Linked DNA regions of Mus musculus: region 2 is linked to region 1. A link is a contact called in public Hi-C data. All regions are on one chromosome and are shown on one strand. The core of a region is the stretch at or near the end of the contact, and the rest is flanking DNA. Distances in the headings are between cores, read along the strand shown.

The links. Hi-C and Micro-C count contacts between places; a contact is called where the count stands out from the background.
Region 2: a Hi-C map of liver shows a contact between it and region 1, with 1.9 times the contacts expected there. The contact joins two enhancer-like sites. A contact is called at or near these places in 4 of 484 Hi-C or Micro-C datasets (embryonic fibroblasts, embryonic stem cells and liver) and 1 of 115 datasets of contacts at active chromatin or transcription factors (embryonic stem cells).

Annotation. Positions count from the first base shown.
Region 1 is chr19:46,197,521-46,200,377 of GRCm38.p6, reverse strand. The region is part of intron 3 of Gbf1 (golgi-specific brefeldin A-resistance factor 1); the gene reads right to left. Among named protein-coding and RNA genes, the nearest start is that of Gbf1, 46 kb to the right of the region's middle. Within about 2 kb of position 1,332, at least 32 of the 459 cell types and tissues checked have an H3K27ac peak or open chromatin away from gene starts, as enhancers often do. A contact at or near this core is called in liver, where this site is marked.
Region 2 is chr19:46,086,635-46,089,413 of GRCm38.p6, reverse strand. No RefSeq gene overlaps it. Among named protein-coding and RNA genes, the nearest start is that of Nolc1, 12 kb to the right of the region's middle. Within about 2 kb of position 1,328, at least 11 of the 459 cell types and tissues checked have an H3K27ac peak or open chromatin away from gene starts, as enhancers often do. A contact at or near this core is called in liver, where this site is marked.

The DNA of each region.
Region 1 (2,857 bases), core at 83-2,582:
AGGAAAGCTGGGCTTATAAAGCAAGACCTTGTTTCAGAAACCAAACAAAACAAAAAATTAGAGGAGAATTCTTTTTCACTTGTTTTGATTTTGAGACAGGGTTTCTCTGTGTAGCTCTCTGGCTGTCCTTGAACTTGATCTGTAGACCAGGCTAGCCTCAAATCAAAGATCCACCTGTCTCTGACTCCTGAGTGCTGGGATTAAAGGCATGCACCACCACTATCAGGCTTAAAAAAATTAGGAGGTTCTTTAGGGAAACAGAGTATGGTTCTAAAAGTTATCAAGTTCCGAAGTAACTTCAAGTTCTCCACACAAATGAATTTTATAAGGTCATTTCTTTCTCTTTGACATCCATTGGGTCTAAACAGGAAAATATATAAGTATTTAGGAGGAAGATAGGAAGGTTAAAAAAAAAAAGGACTCTAGAGACTAGAATTGTAGAAAGACTATTCAAATCCATCCTCAAGACTCAATCTACTTTCTTCTGGTGCTTTCTATATATCTTGCTTCAAATGATATTTACTCTTGTGAACCTACGTCAGTACAGAACTAGCTCTTTGATAGCCAGGTCTAGTTTAGTAGGTGTTACAGATTGGCTCTGTAGTTCTCAAACCCTCCTATGTGATGAAGACTTGGTCCTCAGCTGCTGGTGTTAATGAGAGGTAACTGGACCACAAGGGAGCGAACCTGACCAATGGATTAGTCCACTAACGGGTTCATAGCTACATGGCCTGTTAGGAGGTGGGACCTAGTAAAAGTAAGTAAGTCACCGGGAAGTGCAGTGCCTTGAAAGATTGTCCACAGGCTCCTCCTCACTCTCTCTGCTTACTTGCTGCCATGAGACAAACAGTTCTGCTCTACCATCCCTTCTCCACTATGATCCTTTGCCTCCATACAGGCTCAGAAACACAAAAGCCAAACGACCATGGCCTAAAATATTTGAAACTATGAGTCAATATTCCCTCCTTTTCTGGTTTCTTTGGAGTACTTTGTCACAGAAATACAAAGTCAACTTTTAAATTAAGGCTGCAAATAAAATATATAAAATTATACTGCTCAAATCCTGATTTTCTAACTTGCTCTGGAAGCAAAATCTAGCCATAACTTTATAGCAAAGCACCTTACAGAGGATCTGTCATGGGAGGAAGGATAGCCCAGTTGATAATGTGCTTAGCATGCAAGTTGAGAGCTTGAGTTTGGATGCCCAGTCCTAATGTAAAAAACAGGTGCGGTGATACAAGTCTCTAAGCCTAGTGTTGGTTAACCACAGGCGGAACCCCGGTGTTCACTCGGCTAGCCAGGCTAGCCCAATCAGTGAGCTTCCAAGTTCAGTGAACCCTGTTTCAAAGAACTAATTGTAAAAGAGCTGGATGACTCAGCTGCTCTCAATACCACCGCCTGCAGAGGACCAGAGTTCAGTTCCCAACATCCATACCAGGGGGCTCACAACTGCCTGTAACTCTAGCTCCAAGGGATTCAATTGCACTTACATACAATCACCAATATAAACATAAATACACATATTCAGTTTTTTAAATCTTAAATAAAAAAATCAAACAAACAAACAAAACGAGGACCAGTATAGTGTCACACATGTTTAATCCCAGAACTCAGGAGGCAGCATCAGGGAAATCTCTGTTGAATTTGAGGCCAGCCTGGTCAGATGGAGAAAACTGAGGATGGCACTTGATGCCTGCCTTCAGCCTGTACATATATATGTATACACATGCACACATATGCACAAACAACACATACACACATACAAGTAACCGTTCTGCATAGCTGGCAAGTTATAAATTATGCTGCTTGCTTAGTACTTTGGACTTGGAAGAGAGAATGAAAGTTTTAAACAAAAGTTAAAGTCCACCTGCAATCAGAGGGCTGGGATTGTAGCTCAGTTCATACTGTACTTTCCTAGTACACTCAACGCCCTGTGTCTGCTCTCCTGCACCACACAAATGAGGCATAAGGACATGCACCTGTAATCTCAGGGCTCAAGAGGTAAGAGCGATGGTTCCTAATCTCAATTCCCTTCTGGATCAAATGATTCTCTCACAGGGGTCACACCTAAGGCCATCACAAAACACAGACGTTTACATTATGATTCAGAACAGTCGCAAAATTACAGATATAAAGTAGCAACCAAAACAATTTTTCTTACTTATTCTTCTCTCATACATTACACCCCAAGCACAGTTTCCCGTCTCCTCTCCTCCCAGACACTCTCTCCCATCCATTCCTTCTCCTTTCCCTTCAGAAAAGGGCAGGCCTCCAGGGGATATCAGCCAAACACGGCATATAAAGCTACAATAAGACTAGGCACCTCCCCTCATATTAAGGCTGGACAAGGCAACCCAGTAGGAGGAAAAGGGTTCCAAAATCAGGCAAAAGAGTCAGGGACAGCCCCTGCTCCCACTGTCAGAGGAGTACCACAAGAAAACCAAACTACACAACCATAACATATATACAGAGGGCCTAGGTCAGATCCATGCAGGGTCCCTGGTCTCTAGTTCAGTCTCAGGGACCCTCTATGAGACCAGGTTAGTTGATTCTGTGGGTTTTCTTGTGGTGTCCTTATGGGTCAAGGTCACCACAACATGGGGAACTGAATTAGAGGCTCACAGCATTAGGAAGGTTGAGAACAACTGAGTTAGAGGGAGAAGGAGCACTTGGCGCCCTAGTAAGTTCAAGACTACCCTGGGATACACAGGAGTCTCTGCCTACAAAATAGTAGGGGGTGGAGAGAAGCCCTAGGAGGAGAGCTCAGTCAACAAAGCACTGGCTTTGCAAACAGGAGGACTTGGTTTGATCCTTGGAACCAATGTAAAGGAAGCTGGGTATGTTGGCATGTGGCTAT
Region 2 (2,779 bases), core at 79-2,578, 110 kb after region 1:
ATCTGCCTCTCTGCTTCCCGAGTGCTGGGACTAAAGGCGTGCGCCACCACGCCCGGCTGGTTTTTCTTTTTCTGGTTGGTGTTTGAACTCTACCTTTCCCACTTCCAATGTTTTATTTGGTGAACGGTACACACCAAGGCATTAGGAGTGAGAAAGTGGCGATTCACACGGTTCAGATGGCCTGACGCTGATCCCTGCAACCAGGTAAAGGTAGCAACAGAAAACGGAGTCCACGAAATTGTCCTCCGGGCTTCACACATACGCCCTGGACTTCACTTCCTCCGCGTCCTTCCTGTCGTAGGAAGGTTGTAGAGAGGAACAGAACTGGTAGAGTACACATACATTATAAACTTAGGGGCTAGGGAGATGTCTCAGCAGCACAGAGTGCCGGCAATTTTTACAGGGGACCGGACTCGGGGTTGGGAAACCCACAGCTGCTCCAGCCCCGGGGCTCTTGACAGCGTTTTTTGGCCTCCAGAGTTACTGCACACACATAGCAGAGACACAGAAACATACATACAAATAAAAACCAAGCGCTAAGTCGGGCGTGGTAGTGCACGCCTTTAATCCCAGCACTCGGGAGACAGAGGCAGGTGGATTTCTGAGTTTAAGGCCAGCCTGCTCTACAGAGTGAGCTCCAGGACAGCCAAGGCTACACAGAGAAACCCTGTCTCAAAAACCAAAAAAAAAAAAAAAAAAAAAAAACAAGCGCTAGAGGGGCATTAACTAGGGTGGCATACACGATAGGGGCTAGGGAGTCCAATAACACAGTCCACACAGGGTGCTAGAGAGGCTGAGAACCCAGAACTCCTCAGTAAACTGATGCCTCCGTAGACCCAAGCTGGCGCTGCAGGTGCCCATGTCGGAAGGCATCAGAGGTCTCATGTCCACAAAGGTAACAATAGCTGCAGAGATGGACACACCCACCAGTGAAAGCACAGCCCGTGGACAAGTCTGCTTTCCCTCAGATAGCTTTGTATCTGTGCTGATAACGTGGTATCCTCTCAGAGGGAGGGTCTCTCCCCTCCCGTAGTCTGCCTTCTCTGGTGAAGGGTTTATTTCTCCCAGCTAATCCGTTCTGGAAAAGTCCTCACAGACCTGAGGCGTGTATCTCTCATTTGATGTCAGATCCCATCAAATTGGCCTTCAAGGTTAACCCTATCACACACCTTGGCATTTCCGTGCCCCAAGGAAAAGTACTGAATGCTAGCTCCTGATTCCAAGAGGTGCACATTCCATGCTTCCAGAAATAGAGAAATATATCTAAGAGAAACAATGACTTACTGTCCAGGGAGGAAGCTTGGGTACACGCCACCACTGGCTGGGCTCCCTGGCTTCTGGCTCTATGTCAGGATCCAACTGTCCTTGGAATCGTGACAGCAGCAGAGGTGGGTATCCCAACATTAGGAACTTGTACTTACTGCTACAGCAAAGGGCAGAACAAAGCTGTCCTCACCATGTTAGCTATCCCATACAACCCTCTCGAGACCCCGACCACTTACTCATCAGCACGTCCAATGTGTACGAAGTAGATGTTTTTTAAAAATATAATGATCAGGGATTATATCCCTGGCTGAACTGAAACTCCTCACCTTGTAGACCAGGCTAGCCTGAAGCTCAGAGATCATCTGTCTCTGCCAACTGAGTGCCGGGTTAAAAGGCAAGGCTACCTCATCCACTGCCTCCAGCTTGATTTTTATTTATCTTCAAATGTATCTATGTTGTATATACATCTATTTTTCTTGTCTTTTTTTTTTCTCCAAGACAGGGTTTCTCTAGCCCCTAAAATAACTGTCTTAAAGACAAAACAAAAAACTAAAGAGGAGGTAAAGTTTTAAAAAGTTCAAAAAAAAAAAAAAGAAAAGAAAAGAAAAGAAAACAAAAGCCAGGCAGTGATGCACACACATTTGATCCCAAGCACTTGGAAGGCAGAAGCAAGGGAATCTCTGAGTTCCAGGACAGACTGTGTGGCAGCCAGGGCCACACAGACACACCAGAAATGGGCCACATGGTTGCTGGAAATTGAACTCAGGACCTCTGAAGAGCAGTCAGTGCTCTTAACTGCTGAGCCATCTCTCCAGCCCCTGTTTTTTTTTGTTTTTTTTTGTTTTTGTTTTTTGTTTTTTGTTTTTGGTTCTCTGTATAGCCCTGGCTGTCCTGGAACTTTTACATTGAAATGCCTTATTTTATCCAGGTGTGGTGGCCCACGCCTCTAATCCCAGCACTTGGGGAAGGCAGAGGCAGGAGGATCTCTTGAGTTTAGAGGCCAGTCTAGTCTACAGAGCCTGAAGGTTTCTGTGTCCTCACTCTGTCCTGGAACTCACTCTGTAGACCAGGCTGGCCTTGAACTCAGAAATCCACCTGCCTCTGCCTCCCAAGTGCTGGGATTAAAGGCGTGCACCACCACTGCCCGACTTTGCTCTCTCATTTCTTTTGTTTTGTTTTTTTTGTTTTTTGTTTTTTTTGAGACAGGGTTTCTCTGTGTAGCCCTGGCTGTCCTGGCAATCACTTTGTAGACCAGGCTGGCCTCGAACTCAGAAATCCACCTGCCTCTGCCTCCCGAGTGCTGGGATTAAAGGCGTGCGCCACCACGCCCGGCTGCTCTCTCATTTCTTAAAACACCACTTCCCCAACCACTAAAGGCAACCATTACCTCCCTCTTTACATCTTTACTTGGATGGGCCACAGGGTTCCATGAAAACCCTGGCTTCTACAAATCATATTGCTTGCAGTTGACTTTCAGGTATCAGGCGACCACATATGGCAGAGGTCTCCTTTC